4 separate regions of the Sus scrofa genome follow, and all the other regions are linked to region 3. The links are chromatin contacts, called in public Hi-C and HiChIP or PLAC-seq maps. All regions are on one chromosome and are shown on one strand. The core of a region is the stretch at or near the end of the contact, and the rest is flanking DNA. Distances in the headings are between cores, read along the strand shown. Region 1 overlaps SLC38A6 (solute carrier family 38 member 6). Region 2 has its middle 110 kb from the start of SLC38A6. Region 3 overlaps MNAT1 (menage a trois homolog 1, cyclin H assembly factor (Xenopus laevis)). Region 4 has its middle 7.3 kb from the start of SIX1.

Region 1 (3,819 bases), core at 1,262-3,761, 160 kb before region 3:
CTAAATAGGTATTCTTTACTCCTTCTTTTAAACATAACTAATAGAACTCATTGTATGGAAACTGCCCTGGGAAGGAAATAAAAAATCTGTCAACTTAATCAAAACACAGAAGTTGAAAGCATTCTTTAAAAGCCATGTGGAGAAGCAACTGTTATATTAAGAAATGACTAAAACAGGGTAAAATCTGATTAGGCAATAGCAAGTAGTAAGGTATTAATATTGCTTGAGCTCATCATAAAGAGAAACACGTGAGTTGGGAGAATGGTGGCTGAGGAGAGAGCTGTCAGAAACAGAAAAGGGGAAAGTGCTCTGGAGGCAGAGAACCACCAGAAGAGAAAACATTCAGGGGGCTTGGGGTGCCTAGTCCAAGTGATTTGCAAGCTCTTTCCTCGTTTAACCTTCACCGCAAACCTGTGAGGTAGATAGTATTTATTTCACAGGTGAAGAAATGGAGGCATGGAAGTAACTTGCCCAAGCTGGAAACAGTCATCTGGCTTGAGATATTTGCACTGTCAACTATTACACTATGAGAAAGCACCAAGGAGCAGAGTGAAGAAGAAATCCACCATAGCAAAAGAAAAATAAGAAATGTCTATCAAAAGGACCAGTTCCCAGAATCATTCGTTACTCTTTTTTCATCAGCATTTAAACAAAAAATTGCTTCCAAATGCTATTTAACAGTTCGGTTCAAAGAAAATGAAGAACTTCTACAACACAGTATTTGTTAGAAGCATTAAAAACTTAAAATGTTCATTTCACTTTGAGATACATTTTCCTTTTTTTTTTCTTTTTTCTTTTTTGTCTTTTTATGGCAGCATATGTTGGTTCCCAGGATAGGGATCCAACCTGCGTCCTCATGGATGCTAGTCAGGCTCATTAACTGCTGAGCCATGATGGGAACTCCTGAGATACATTTTCATTTCAGTTTTATAGTTGGTTTGGTGAAGTTATTAGTCAAGATTCCTAAGACAAGCTAAGGAGTTTCATGACAGGCCTCTACTGTATTGATTCTATTGCATCTGCAGCTGTTATTCTAGTTCAGAAGAGAATGTTTCCTATTCTCACATATTTGAGATATTAAAACTACAACGAAATTTTAAAAAATCAAAACAAAAACCAACCCCTCTTCCCCCAAACCCTGTACTCTCACAGGCTACTTTACTCAAGATTCCTTAAAAAGAGTTCTCATCATGGCTCAGAAGTTAGAGAACCTGACTAGCATCCATGAGGATACGGTTTCGATCCCTGGCCTCACTCAGTGGGTTAAGGATCCGGTGTTGCTGTCAGCTGTGGTATAGGTCGCAGACTCAGCTCGGATCCTGTGTTGCTGTGGCTGTGGCATAGGCTGGCAGCTACAGTTCGAATTGGACCCCTATCCTGGGAACCTCCATATGCCATGGGTACAGCCCTAAAAGACAAAAACTGAAAGAAAAAAAAAAGACAAAGTTTCACTTGGGGTTTGGGTCTAAGAAACCATTAATTTATAAAAATAATTACCCTTTTTGTTAAACACTTAAAATACACATATGGAGATAAGATTACACAGATCTATTTTTAAAACAGAATGAGGTTTTCAGCACTTGGAAGAAGTGCAGCAACTTCTTAAAGGATTAGTCAGCCAGCTCTAAACAGATGTGCTATAGGAAGAAATAGTAGGTTTGCCTTTCCTTCTAAGAGAGATTCAGTTTTACTAAACACATGCTTTTAGTTATGGATAGTAACTGGTTTATTCTATTCAATGTATCTGCTAATCTGGTGTTCCTACTAAATGTCCAAAGCCACCGAAAGTCTATCCCCACTCAAAATAGTTCACAACACAATCTCTCTCCTTTTTCAAAAGGACTTAAAGAAAAAAAATCTGAAAGGGAGTTCCCATCGTGGCACAGTGGAAACAAATCTGACTAGGAACCATGAGGTTGTGGGTTAGATCCCTGGCCTCATTCAGTGGGTTAAGGATATGGCATCGCTGAGAGCTATGATGTAGGTCACAGACGCAGCTCAGATTCTGCATTCCTGTGGCTGGGGTGTAGGCTGGCAGCTGTAGCTCTGATTGGACTTCTAGCCTGGGAACCTCCACATGCCTTGGTACGGCCCTAAAAAGCAAAAAAAAATTCTGAAAACAATGTCATTTCCCTAATTTATGCACAAATAGAAATTAAAATATATGGAGGGACTCCCTCCACCCCCACAACTCAAGGAAAATACATGTTTGTTTTGTCATTTATCAAGATTTTAAACTTGAATAAAAAATGACCAGAATATTTACCATTCTGAAAATCTTATACACTTCAATAAAATTTTTACTAAGAAATATTTCTCAAAACTTTTTTAAAGTGACAAGTTACCAGCAAATTTTGTCAAAGGAAGTACTTGTGAGAAAGACCCTTCTTCCCAATTTCCTTTATCTCCCCCATTCTAAAACTGCTTTCTAGAATTTCTGGACAATACTATTCAAGGTCTCCAGAAGCTTGCAGATTGACTACAGATGAGCTGACCAGCAGATGGCGTTGTAACAGCACGCCCAACCCGCGTTTCCCAGGAGACAGTACAAACAAGTAATTCTTCAGAATTCACTATCCTACCAAAAATATTTTTTTTCAGAAAGTAAAGCCAAATAGTTTTTAACTTAATATTAAATCACAGTTTTCAAAAATCTGAGCATTTGAAATTTTTATAGTTCTCAGTTGAGAATGATCTTATTTATATACGTTTCTGTTTATAAGATTTAGAAACTGTGATACTTGACCACATAAAAGGAGTGCTGAGTTTCTCTTAAAACTTAGATCTCCAAACTGAGGTGTTAATCAAGACAGCTAGAGTAGGTCTGTGGGAGCTCTGCTAGTCTGGAAAATCTGGGTCATTCTAGCAATTTCAAAAGGTTTCCGTATTTACTAATGTTTAGGGTTTTCCTTTCACAATCGTATAGCAGTGATTCAATCTTTAATCTCCTTTAAAGAACTGGAACATTAAAGAACTAAGGAAAGAACATGCTATCCATAGTGGCCCCTTCATATTTTATAAGAGGAAAAAAAGGATTTAAATACTCCTAGGAGCCACTCACCTTGCATTTTGATTTGGGCAAGATATAAAACCAGAAACAACATCAATTTACTTTTATCGTATACTTCTCAGAGTTAACAGGACTTCTTCTCAGCTTAACTGAAGATGATTTGGGGTTTACTGCTTGATTTCTGGGGATATTTTAGCCAACTGAGTGGTCTATCTCAAGAGTTTAAACACATGTGAAACTAACCACTTACCTTTGTTTTTAGAAAAAGAATCTCAATGCGACACAACTGGAGGAACTATGTGGAAACTACCTGTACTTACTTGCTCTCACAGTTCTTAATCCTTCTACTTGTAGTCCACTAAATTCAAACTCTCAGCCAGAGTTCTCTTCCCTATAACAGCATTAAATATTAAAACTTCCAGATGCTGCTTTTTTGACTTTGTGTCCAAGCAGCAGAGACTGTCAGCAAATGCTCCTCCAGGGCCTGAGGCAGTGGGCAGCTGGGGGCTCTCTCTGACTTGGCCTATTTTGGGCCCCTCATTCATTAGTGCTAAGAGGCAATCAGGAATCGCTTCTAAGTAGTATTTTACTATGTGGCTCTCCATTTTCCAAAGACAACTGTTTCCCTAACTCCAGAGTAAGAGTGTTAAATTTAGTGAGTCACATATTTTTCTATCTAAAGTTTAGAGATTTTTCAAAGACAGTAGATTGTTCTGGTCTATTTGTTAGACCACATTAGTGTCCTATGACTAATACTTGGTGTGTGATTGATACAGGGGAGAAGAAAAAGAGTTTACGTCAAGTTCTGA
Region 2 (3,715 bases), core at 466-2,965, 250 kb before region 3:
TTGACAGCTTTAGTTTGCCATACTCAGTACCAGACATTGACTTGAGTAACTGAGGTCCCTGCCCTCTGCCCCGTACTTTGGGGGCCCCATTCCTGCCCCTCCTGGATCAGAGCACTTCCCATGAGGCAATGAGAAGTCTGTAGGACCACGAGGCTGTGCCCACCTAGTTCCAGTGACACCTCACTCTAGTCTTGCTCTAGATAATTGAACCTGGAAATGCCACACCCAAATGGCCCCTACCTATGGCCTCTGCCCAGGTCTGTCCTCCCGAGGGTGGCCAATATGCACACTCCTGGCTGCAGGCAGTGGCCAAGTGGCATGCAGAGATGGAGCTTGGACGTGCATCCAAGCTGTTGAGTTGTCTGTGCATGGGTGTATGCGAGGCCTCCCACTGTGCAGGACAGAGGAGGGTTTGGAAGAGAAAGACTCTCCATTCGTCCCCCATAGGTATCAAGGACAGACCTGGAGGTAACCTGTGGGGTCCTTTTCTTACAGTTCTGGAATCTTTTCCACACCAATCACAATATCTGCAACCCCACCTCTGAGCAAAGAACAGCAAGAAAGGGAGGCTGAGTGCATGCATCTCAAGTGACTCCAGAAAGATAAAGACACACCTTGATGCCCCGCAGGTAGCATGAAAGACAAAAGGAGGGGCCACCTCTCTTTCTGGCCTGTAGTCCTAACTCAGGCTCCTCTGCAGAATCTTTACATCTTTCATGAAAACCAGTAGGTCTCCCCCGTACCTCTGCTCTGATGACAAGGCAGCCCCTTTTCCTGGGGAGAAAAGCCACCTGGATTATCCCCCCCACACACACCCATGTCTGGCTGCCTCGTCATCTTTTTAATAATCTCATAGGAAAATATATTGTTTTTCATTTGCCTCTTAGTTCCTCCCTCCTCTAGCAATTTCTTCTTTCTCCCTCTGAAACCTTATTTTTGCTGTATGGAACCCTGGGCTATAGATTGCCTTAAAAACATGCACTGTAAAGTAAACACATATGGCTGTATCTCTGAATTGTCCAGATCAGGTCCAGCTGTAGAACTTCACCCTTCCAGCTGTTTCCTTGTGAACAGCCCAACAACTGCAGGATCCTGGCTTAAAAGCTACTGTTACTGGTCAGGAGCTCCACGGACACGGTTCACCTTAGATCACCATGAAGAATCGGAGCAGCCCAGGTCAATGGCCCAGGCCCAGGCCCCTGACAAAGCAGGCAGGGTACTGCTGCAGCCCAGGGGCAGGGTGGGGGGAGGGCAGAGAGTGACCCCAGGCTGCCAGAAGCTACCTGACACCTGTGTCCCCGGGGTGTTTCATAAGCCCCAACAGCTCCATAGTTTTAGGGGAAGCGGGGGCTCCCATTACTGTACCAGCCCGTCACCTTCCCTGGAAAGTAACTCCCACCCCACTTTGAACTTTGTCCCCGGTGAAGGAGGGGAGGTGACTGCATATGTCAAAAAAGGTCCAGTCTGGCCTCAAAGAAAGGGCTGCACTGTCTCCCTCTCACAGAGCCCTCTGCAGTTCCTTTTAATCCGCTTACTCGGTGCTCCCCTCAGGTGGGGGGAGCACAGATCCCTCTGTCAACAGCTCTATCTAGAGCAGCCCCGGGGCCAGCCCAGCCTTCACCCTGGCCCCTCGGCCTGCTCGGCGCTCCCTGACCCCGGGACTCAGCTGTGAGAATCAATCATCTCCTTCCAGAACTCATCATTCAGCAGCTGCGGGGCCTCAGCTATTTTTACTGCCCTGGGAAACCCGTGGCCAAGGACGTGCTGGGCTACCTTTGCAGGAGGTGTTGCTGCAGAAAGAAGCCACGGGTTGTCAGGGCAGCTGAGCCTCTGCCTCAAGGTTAAACCCAAAGTGTCTGCCCTAGAACAGGAGAGCACTTGACCTTCCGCTGTGCTGCAACATGAAGGCTTATGTGGGGGAAGCAGAGGGGACCGGCCCAGGGCTGAGGTAGAAGGGAGGGGGAGGGGAGCGGGGTAGACACATGTGTGCCTGGGCTTCTCCTACCCAACAGGGGTGTCAGAAATCATAACAGCTCAGGCACCTGCGCTGCCCCCGCCAAGAAACACCCTTCAACAACCAACACACACAGGGAGCCTTCTATGCGCTGGCCTGGCTCTGGGCCTGGCAGTTCAGGATCTGCCCTGGAGCTGGCCAGCATCTAGAGAGGCCAAATCTCACAGAGCATCACCAAACCCACAAAGAGAGCTTCCCGGTCAGTCCACCCATCACCCTGTTCTTTGCCAGCCTGAGTTTATAACTCTCTTGGTTCCCAGGGGAGGAACCCACGGGGTGAAGGAGCAGGTGATGCAAAGCATTTTAGATTTGCAAAGGTTCATCCGACACCCTAAACAAGCTCCTTCAGCACAGTCCTCTGAGGTAAGTCAGTATTTTTAGTCTGTTTAAAAATAGTCTGGACGGCCAGCAGCTCGGCTGCCTGTGCACACGTGTGCTTTGCTGAGTGGGAAGAGCAGAACTTACCGAGGAGGTCCTATCAGCCACAGGTGGGACAGGTCTCAGGCTCCCTCTATGTCTCCCATCTCCAGAAAGGAAAGAAGGTGGTCTGGAAAGGAAAGATGAGGTCTGAGGCTCTGCTGTTTGCACCTCTGTGACCTCTTGGGTGGCAGGGAAGCAGAACCATGAAAAACTCTGATGGAGGGATGGGTGATGGGGTGGCTGATGGTCTGGATCCCATTCAGGCTCCAATGAGGTGAGTCCAGATCCAGTTCTCCCTGAGCTGGGGAACAGGCTGGTGTGCCATTGCCTCCCTGGTCTGTTGAGGAGGAGCTGGGAGGCTAAAGGCTCAGATTCAAGGTGGAAAGGGAGATACTCATGGAACGTTATGTCTCTCAGAGCAGGAGGCAGGCGTGAGGGCTGCTTGGGTTACGTGAGACAGTGTGTGACCTCGCCTGGGTGGGGCAGCAGCATGAGGTCCTGAGAGGTTTGTGAACCACCCCAGGGCCCTGGAGTCCAGTCAGGCCCAAGACCTCCCTCCGTGCCCCAGGCTCTCTGTGGCTGTGATCGACCAGGCACTTTACTGCTCTGAAATAGTCTCTCCCACAATCAAAGCCAAATTAGCAAATCATTTAAAGAATAAGTCACTTGACACTTTCATTTACAGCTGGGGAGTGTGCAAATTGACATACCTAACCTTTCTGGAGGACAATTTGGCAATTAGTATTAGACCTTAAAAACATTCACAAGAGCTAATCGTTTCTGCTTTATACACTTCCCCAAAGCAAAGGATGCCCAACAACTGCGGAATAGTGAAATGGATGCATTTACGTAATGAAGTACTGGGTTGTTACATATTTAATACGGTGGGAAAGTGCTAAAAATGTAATGGCCAATTTGAAAAGGCAGAATAAAGACTGTATATAGACTATGATCTCAAGATTTTTATTATTGTAACAGTTTCTAGAAGAACAAAGGTCCCTAAGAAAATTCCTGGGAGTTCCCGTTGTGGCTCAGCTGGTTAAGAACCCAGCGAATATCCATGAGCATGAGGGTTCAATCCCTGGCCTTGCTCAGTGGGTTAAGGATCTGGCATTGCCATGAGCTGTGGTATAGGTCGCAGATGCAGCTCAGATCTGGCATTGCTGTGGCTGTGGTGTAGGCCAGCAGCTGCAGCTCCAGTTCAACCCCTAGCCTGGGAACTTCTATGTGCCACGCATGTGGCCCTAAAAGAAAAAAGTGCTTTGGGTAAGTGGACATTTG
Region 3 (3,949 bases), core at 1,012-3,511:
AAACATAAATTAAAAAGTGCTCATTTGTTTTTAAAATATTGGTATACTAGTGCTTCCTAAATAAAAGTTACTTTGGTTAATTAAAACATACAACTCAATTTCTTTTTAGAAAATATTCACACACGGAGTTCCCCTTGTGATTCAGTGGGTCACAAAACTGACTAGTATCCATGAGGATGCAGGTTCGATCCTTGGCCTCACTCAGTGGGTTAAGGATCTGGCACCGCGTTGAGCTGTGGCGCAGGTTGCAGACAGGGCTCAGATCCCCTGTTGCTGTGGCTATGGTGCAGGTGGCATGGGCCGGCAGCTGCAGCTCCAATTCGATTCCTAGGCTAGGAACTTACATTTGCCACAGGTATGGCCCTAAAAAGCAAAAAGAAAGAAAAAAAAAAAAAAAAAAGAATGGAAGAAATAAAGAAAATATTCACATTACAAAGTTACAAAGTACTATGTAACTTTGCCATAGTACATTTAGATTGATGCAAATTTCACCTGTACTGAGATAATGTGCTTCATCTTTCTTAGAAACTCTTTAAGAACTTTAGCCCTCTTTCTATAACAAGCAAAAATATTATCTTCCTCAAAATAAAACATACAAATTATGGCTCATCTACAAATCCACATAAATTGAACATATTTTAAGATATGAACCAGAAAGATGACTTCAACTAGAAAGAATTCCTAGCAATGTAGAAGTAAGCTACCTTCCTAGAAAGTTGATTTAATAATCGAACCTTTAAATCACATTTTCCTATACTTCAACAGTTCATTTCATAATTTACAAATATATTTATGATATAAATTATAACAGCAATGCAGAAAAATTACAATCTTGGTAAATTTTTCATCTCAGAAATATTATGTATTCAGAGAGTATACAAATGGTTCCACAAATATAGGACTACGTCAGACTATCACATAATTTGTTTTACATTTTTTAATTAAAAAAGCTAACTTTTGGAGTTCCCATTGTGGCACACTGTGATCAGCTGCATCTCTGCAGTGCCAGCACAAATTTTCGATACAGGCACAGATCCAGCACTGCCACAGCTGCAGCACAGGTCGAAACTTTGGCTCAGATCTGATCCCTGGCCCAGGAACTCCATATGTCATAGGACAGCCAAAAAAAGAAAAACAAACAAAAACTAACTATTTTATAAGCTTCATAAATAAATACCTACATGACATAGAGAGGTTCATTTAGTAAAACAGTGCCTTAAAACACAAAGAAAGCAATTAGCATGGGAGACTTTAATGAACACAGCTTTGAAGCCCTTCTGGAAATTATAGGCTTGATAAAAGCACTAACACTCTACCAGTTGCTGACACAGGTGCTACTGCCAATCAGCTGCATTTGCTGAAGCGAATTCTAAAGATTACTAATTAATCTCCATACCGAAACCAATGGCTGCCGTCCATTTTGATCACCACTTTTTTAAAAAGGCAAAAGAAATAGTCACTCTATGTGTAATCAAATACAACTCTAGGTAAAAACACAACTCTACGTAAGCTGTGCACCTACTTAATTACATAGTTTTATCATTTTCTGGCATTTTTTATACTAAACCCAAAACTTCTATAGGTTGGAGTCATGGGCCTTATAGTCTCTCCACCTGCTATTTTTGAATTATTTCTACTTACCACAAATGATATGAAAGTGTTTGTGAGATATTTGGGGAGAAGGGTCATATTACATAAATATGAGAGCATTTTCTTTGTTGTTAATTTTGAACCTTTCAATCCTAAATTCAGAAAAAAGATGTCACAGAGGCGTTCTCCTAGAGATCACATCTGACTTTTCATCCTCTACCCTAACTCCCAACACACACACACACACACACACACACACACACACACACACACACACACACCTGAATACTTTGTTCTACCATCGTCATATCATATTCTCTGTTCAGAGCACTGTCCAGAATTTAACAAACATTAATCAGTGTTTCCAAGGCTGGGCAATTATTATAAAAGTGATACTGAAGTTCTTTAAATACCCTGGAACTAGGTGCCAAAGAAATTATTTTAAATCTCTTTGATATATAAACATATGTATATAAAGTGAAAAATGCATGTGACAGTTCTCTTTATGATTGTCCATCCTTTTAATGTTTTAAGTTAACATTAATCCTTGAATCTTAAGTAACACTATCTGTTCTACATGTTTTTAAAGTTTCTTTCATTCAACTGTACATGCCTGTGACTACCGCAATGACCTCTACAAAGGCAGTTGTGCACTTTACTGTGGTGCAAATCTTCACAGACAAGTTGAACCTGTTCTTTTTGGCACTAAGCCCTTGTGCTGAACACACAGCTGAGATTTATTATAAAAGGGGAACTAAGGGGTATTATTGCACAACATTTATCCTTCACATATAGCCAAGTATAATCTTTTACAACCTTTGAGAGCTCTTAAATAAACAGATCTTCTCTTAACTGCACAAAGAGTTTCTTACTTGTCACCAATCATATGGCATATTGAGATTCATTTTACATTAGGAAAAAGCTAGCACACAAAACATACATACTCAGTTGTTAAGGTTAGTCTCTTAATATTTGATCAAAAATAATAACATTTTGAATATTCATTCCTGCCTTGCTGTTTTTAGCAAGGTCAATGCAGTGAAGTAATAAACACGTGTCTTCAAGGATCCATAATTTAAGAAAATAGGTTTAAAAAAATCTTTCTACAGCACTCTTACAGGTCTTTTAAAAACATTTCAGAGAAAACTTTAGCCTTTACTTTTACACTGTTTTATGTTTTCTTTTTAATTTCAAAGTTCAGTTTTAATTAGCTTTCCCATGGCATTTTAAAAACACTTCCCATTTCTGAAGAATTTTGAAGTTAGCTCTGATACACACGACTGCTGCCAGGCTATTTCCTGACTTCAACAAATCTGATACCCTGGGGGAAGGAAGAATTCCTTGAGCTCTAAGAAGTATCTCTTATACCATACCATTTCCATTAATTCTTCAGTATTTGCTAATTGATCTGTCATTAAGACCTGACTGTTGAAAACAAAGAAATTACTGTAACCTCAAAAGAATTCTATCCTGAAACAGGTTCAAACTAGCTTATCAGCTAACTGTTCAACATAAAGCAAACTAAAATATGTTGATTCAGATGAATACTTCCTTGCTATAAATTCTTCTAATTTTTTCATTACTATCAAGAGTATATTTGGGGGGAAAAATGCCTGTAGACATATGATGGGGAAGGGAGCAGAGAGTATTGCTTAATGGACACAGAATTTCAGTTTTACAAGATGAAAGCAGTTATGGAGATTGATTATAGTTATATAATACAAATGTATTTAGTATTACTGAACTACACATTTAAAAATGGATAAGATGGCAAATCTTATGTATGTGTGTTTTGCAAGATAAAAAAATTTTAATTTAAAAGTTAAAATTAATTTTTTTAAAGATTGACTGATGAACTGATTTTTTTTTTAATGGTGAAAAAAAATCTAGTGATATGTTTTTAGGAATCAGAGGTTCACAGTGAGTGAAAGAGACATGTTTAGAGATGGCATCAAATATATTCTGTAAAGACAAAATAACTGGAGAGTTAAATTAGAAATTTCTTTCATTAAAGTTCAACATCTAAGCAATAAATTCATATTCTCCAGACCTAAGAAAATACGTTTTAAACAATCTATTATTCTTTCCCTCTGTCTAGGGAATACAATTATAAGTTCATGAGTTTGGGCATTTTTTTAAATTCATAACTAAAAAGGAAACATTTTTTCTTGAAATACGCAATGTTTCAGAAAAAACTAATTACATTAAATTTTAAGTTTGTGCAGGCATTACATCTTTAAATAGATATAATTAACATGCATGAAAATTACTTACCAGTTTTGCTCATAATATTTATACTACTTGAGGCAGCATAAAAATTGATAAGAGTAACTATAAAACATGAATTAAATACGTTAAA
Region 4 (3,716 bases), core at 47-2,546, 160 kb after region 3:
GGGAGTAGAGAAAGGGAAGAAACTATATGGGGGGCGGGGAGGCCGCTTTCACAAGCTGCTTCAGAGACTGCAAAAAATGTATGTGCAGGAATCTGTTAACAGGCATTCCTACCAGCCGGCTACTCCCCCTCCCCCTGCTGCTTGGAAACAAAATAGCTTCTTTCCAAGCAGGTTGTTATCATATTCATGGCATGGTCAATTTCCGTTTGCCAAGAAAATATTTAGGCTGATCAAAGAAATTAGAAAATCGGATGAATAGAAACAGACGTTCCCACAAGAGAAGCGTTTCTCAATGTGAAGAGGCAGGCAGATTGCAGCCCACCCAGTTACTCCTAGGAAATAGCTCTCTTGCTACAGGGCCACCTGGATTCTGCTGGAAGAGCCCTGGAAGATTCTCGGCTCCCCAGGAAATCCACATGGGGACTGGAGCTTGGGACTCTCTGGTGGCGGACTTGTGAAGAGATGATCGGTTCTAGTATCTATGAATAAACCTGGAGGGCCTTTAATTACGTCCATTAATACGGCATTTCAATACATGAGTTTGAGATCCTTTTGTTTTGCTTTGCCTGGCTTATTATGAGTATATAAAGACAAGAATACATTGTCCTTGGTAGTTGATAGAGGAGTTTCTCCTGAATTAATATAAATTCAAATTTTAGATTTGTGAGTTTGGGTGGGGAATAGTTGATAGTAATCTCAGAACCTCTGGCCTTCGAGTGCACACCCCGGCCAATCGGTGACAGTAAATAAGAGGGTCTTCTGTCCCTTCCTTGTTTCTGCTCAAGGCGCAACCAAACCAGGTGAGGCGCTTACATGCGAAGGATTGGTTGGCGTCGCGGTTTCCTTGCAAGACAGTCGAAACCGAAAAGTGCGCTCCGCTCCGGCAAAAGAGATCCGGATTCTCCCCCACCCCTTGCTCGCCTTGAGCAAACTGGAGCACCTCAATCGCCAGCCAAGCGTTGCAGACCTTACCCTTGGCCTCCAGTTTTCCGAAGGAGAAAGCGAGGGAGGGAGGCCAAGAAGGAAGGCAACTGTGGGGGCCGCTTTAGGGCCAAAGACTCCTTTCCTGCGAGTCTAGACAACGCGGCTCTAGCCAGGCCACAGCAGGAGAAGCGGTTGCTGGTCCGTGAGCTGAAAATCCGCTCTGCCACCCTCGCCCCTCCCCGCCGCGCGTCCCTCGCCCCCGGGGCTCGGCCGAGCATTTTCCTTTCGTGTGTGTGCGTGTCCTTGTGCATGTGCGTGTGTGTGTTTCGGTTCCTCCCGGCTAGGCCAGGGATCTTTTGCCAGGAAGACAGCGCCCTCTCTCTCCTCCCGCAGTGCCCGCCGCCAGCCTGCGCCCCCTCCCAGCTCCGCTGACCTCTCCGCGCCTCCTTCTCGCCCCCGCCCTCCCCGGCCCTGTCCCTTCCTTCCTTACGCCCCTACGCCTCTAGGCCCCCAGAACCACCCCGAGAACGATCGAGAGAGATGCAGGGACCGAAGCCTCGTGACCGAGTCAATGGGCCGACCGGGCCGGAACGCCAGACCTCTGGCAGCCTGACTGGGCGGAGCCGTCCCCGGCGCAGACGCGGCGCCCAAGAGCTCCAGCTCGGCCCGGGGAGGGGTTCCTGGCGCCGGCAGCCGGGAGGGGGTTAGCCCTGCTCCCCCAGCCTGGGCACAGACGGCCTGCGGGCGGGGCCGCGAGGACTCGGCGCGGCGAGCTCTTCTCGGCGCCGGCGCGCACCTGGCAGAGAAGCTTACCCGGGACCCCTGAATGGGCCGGCGAAATGTGGATGCGGGCCTGCACGCTGGGTGATGGGTGGGCGCAGGGGGCGGGAGGGTGTGCTGGTGAACTTGAGTAGAGATGAAGGAAAGTCCCTATAGCCTGATTCCGAGACCTGAAAGCTCCCTTTGCGGCCCATTGGCTGCCTAGAAGCCTTAATCTGCTGGCTTCCAGGAGAGCAGCGCCAAGTACAGCAATGGTGCTGGAAACGCTGTTTGCAAAATCTAAGCCCTGTGGGGTTGGCGAAATGCGCAGAGGGGCATGCTTTGAGTGGGCACCTTGCAAGTACCCCCCTCACACACACGCACGCACACACACCCCGTATTTCATGCCCCACAGCCCAGAGAACTAGTGCTTCAGACAAATATCGCTCGGCCCATTCGATAGCAGAGGCAGTCAAGCTTCCAGCTGCGAAATTCTGGCTCCTTTAGAACCCCCCAAAAATGTACTCGTGTGGACATGCAAAAACACTTTCCACCATGGCGTGGATTTGTACCGACAGAGGTACAGGCCTGAAGTTCTCCCTTTCCGCTCCCAACCGTTCCCGGCGCCTGGGAGCCACAGAGGGAGTTCGCCTCAAGCTCACCCGGCTGCAGAGTGCCGGCGGCTCCCAGAAATGCACTAATTGAGTCACAAACCACCGGCCGCCCCTAACAAAACGATCTACCTCGGCAGCTCAGCGCCCAATTTGTCCACAGCACTTTCTTCCGCAATTCAGAAGCATTATCTTGTTTTTAAAAGTATCGCGGCAGAAACGTGGCAATTATCCTAGGCTCGGGTTACGCTAAATGGCTTTAGGCTGAGAAATGGAACAATACAAATGCCGCGAACGTGCTGATCGCTTCTCTGCGGCGCCTGGGCAGGGGAAGGGGAAGCGAGGGAGATTTCGGCCAAGGAGAGGGAGGTACGGCGCAAGTTCCCAGTCAGGGTTTTCTCCCAAGGGCACCAACCAGAAAGAAGTGCTGGGCCTTTATCTCTAGAGATTAAGGACTCCTAGTGACGATCTCCTTCAGGGATGGGGAGAGAAGGGGTCTTATTCCCACAAGACAGGGCGAAGCTTCTGGCCTCGGCTTTGGGTCAGGAACAGGTTGGGAGCTTCAGGCACTGCTGAGGAAAGGAAGGGAAGAGAGGTCAAGGGTCAGAGGAAGAGAAGAGAAAGAATCCAGCTCCTCTTAGGGACAACTACATTAAATTTGGGGCAAGAGGATGGTACTTGGAGGAGACAACCGTGAGGAAAAGAGGTGCCAGCTCTGAGGGCTTCGGAGAAGCGTTCACTTCTGAACAAGGGGCAGGCAGGGAACTCGCGAGAATTAGGGAGGCCCAGAGACGACCAGGCGTTTCCGCATTTGTGATCTTTCATTTAGATCTCCCAGGGTAAGTTGGGACCTGGAAAATGGGGAGAAAAGAGACAGGAGAGAAAGGCCTTGGGCTACGGGTCCCGGCGTGCAGACGCCTTGCTCGCCCCAGCCGCCCAGCCTGCAGTGTAGCCACGCTGTGCGCGTGTCTCTTTCCCCTTCTGTTCAGACCAGCCCCCACATCTTGAAGTAATCAGCAGCCGAGAAGGGACTCGTCCCCCTGGCATCTCAGGTTAAAGAAGGAGGTCCAGGAAAATGTGGTAGAGCCATTACAAGAAACCCGAGCCGCAGTCATCAGGGACTCCAATTGCCATCGCATTAGGATTGATTAGAGACCAGCAGTACCGTAATGACCCGGAAAGAGGGGCAGCCGGGGATTATTAATATCAGAATGTGGCGGGGAAGAGAGGTGGGTGAAGGGAGGGAGGAAAGAGCCAAGTGGGGAAGGAGACGTTTTAAGTTACTAGGATTTATATGTAAGTGCAGGCTTACCTGAGGAAACCGGATAGTCAGTGAATCACGCAAACAATAAATCTAATTGCATCTAAAATTTCACCAAGCCTGATTTTTGAGGGGGAAGGGGAAGGAAAACCATCGTGAAA

The links. Hi-C and Micro-C count contacts between places; a contact is called where the count stands out from the background. HiChIP or PLAC-seq counts read pairs in DNA pulled down with a chosen protein or histone mark.
Region 1: a contact with region 3 is called in a Hi-C map of fetal skeletal muscle, with 2.3 times the contacts expected there. The contact joins two enhancer-like sites. A contact is called at or near these places in 1 of 47 Hi-C or Micro-C datasets (fetal skeletal muscle) and 1 of 2 datasets of contacts at active chromatin or transcription factors (skeletal muscle).
Region 2: an H3K27ac HiChIP or PLAC-seq map of skeletal muscle shows a contact between it and region 3. The contact joins two enhancer-like sites. A contact is called at or near these places in 1 of 47 Hi-C or Micro-C datasets (skeletal muscle) and 1 of 2 datasets of contacts at active chromatin or transcription factors (skeletal muscle).
Region 4: an H3K27ac HiChIP or PLAC-seq map of skeletal muscle shows a contact between it and region 3. The contact joins two enhancer-like sites. A contact is called at or near these places in 5 of 47 Hi-C or Micro-C datasets (epiblast stem cells, fetal skeletal muscle, skeletal muscle and 1 more) and 1 of 2 datasets of contacts at active chromatin or transcription factors (skeletal muscle).

What each region holds. Positions count from the first base shown.
Region 1 is chr1:189,950,998-189,954,816 of Sscrofa11.1, reverse strand. All of the region lies in intron 5 of SLC38A6 (solute carrier family 38 member 6), which reads right to left. Among named protein-coding and RNA genes, the nearest start is that of SLC38A6, 30 kb to the right of the region's middle. Within about 2 kb of position 2,511, at least 9 of the 83 cell types and tissues checked have an H3K27ac peak or open chromatin away from gene starts, as enhancers often do. A contact at or near this core is called in fetal skeletal muscle and skeletal muscle, where this site is marked.
Region 2 is chr1:190,033,476-190,037,190 of Sscrofa11.1, reverse strand. No RefSeq gene overlaps it. Among named protein-coding and RNA genes, the nearest start is that of SLC38A6, 110 kb to the right of the region's middle. Within about 2 kb of position 1,715, at least 8 of the 83 cell types and tissues checked have an H3K27ac peak or open chromatin away from gene starts, as enhancers often do. A contact at or near this core is called in skeletal muscle, where this site is marked.
Region 3 is chr1:189,787,568-189,791,516 of Sscrofa11.1, reverse strand. The region is part of intron 6 of MNAT1 (menage a trois homolog 1, cyclin H assembly factor (Xenopus laevis)); the gene reads right to left. Among named protein-coding and RNA genes, the nearest start is that of MNAT1, 99 kb to the right of the region's middle. Within about 2 kb of position 2,261, at least 8 of the 83 cell types and tissues checked have an H3K27ac peak or open chromatin away from gene starts, as enhancers often do. A contact at or near this core is called in fetal skeletal muscle and skeletal muscle, where this site is marked.
Region 4 is chr1:189,630,066-189,633,781 of Sscrofa11.1, reverse strand. No RefSeq gene overlaps it. Among named protein-coding and RNA genes, the nearest start is that of SIX1, 7.3 kb to the right of the region's middle. Within about 2 kb of position 1,296, at least 38 of the 83 cell types and tissues checked have an H3K27ac peak or open chromatin away from gene starts, as enhancers often do. A contact at or near this core is called in fetal skeletal muscle and skeletal muscle, where this site is marked.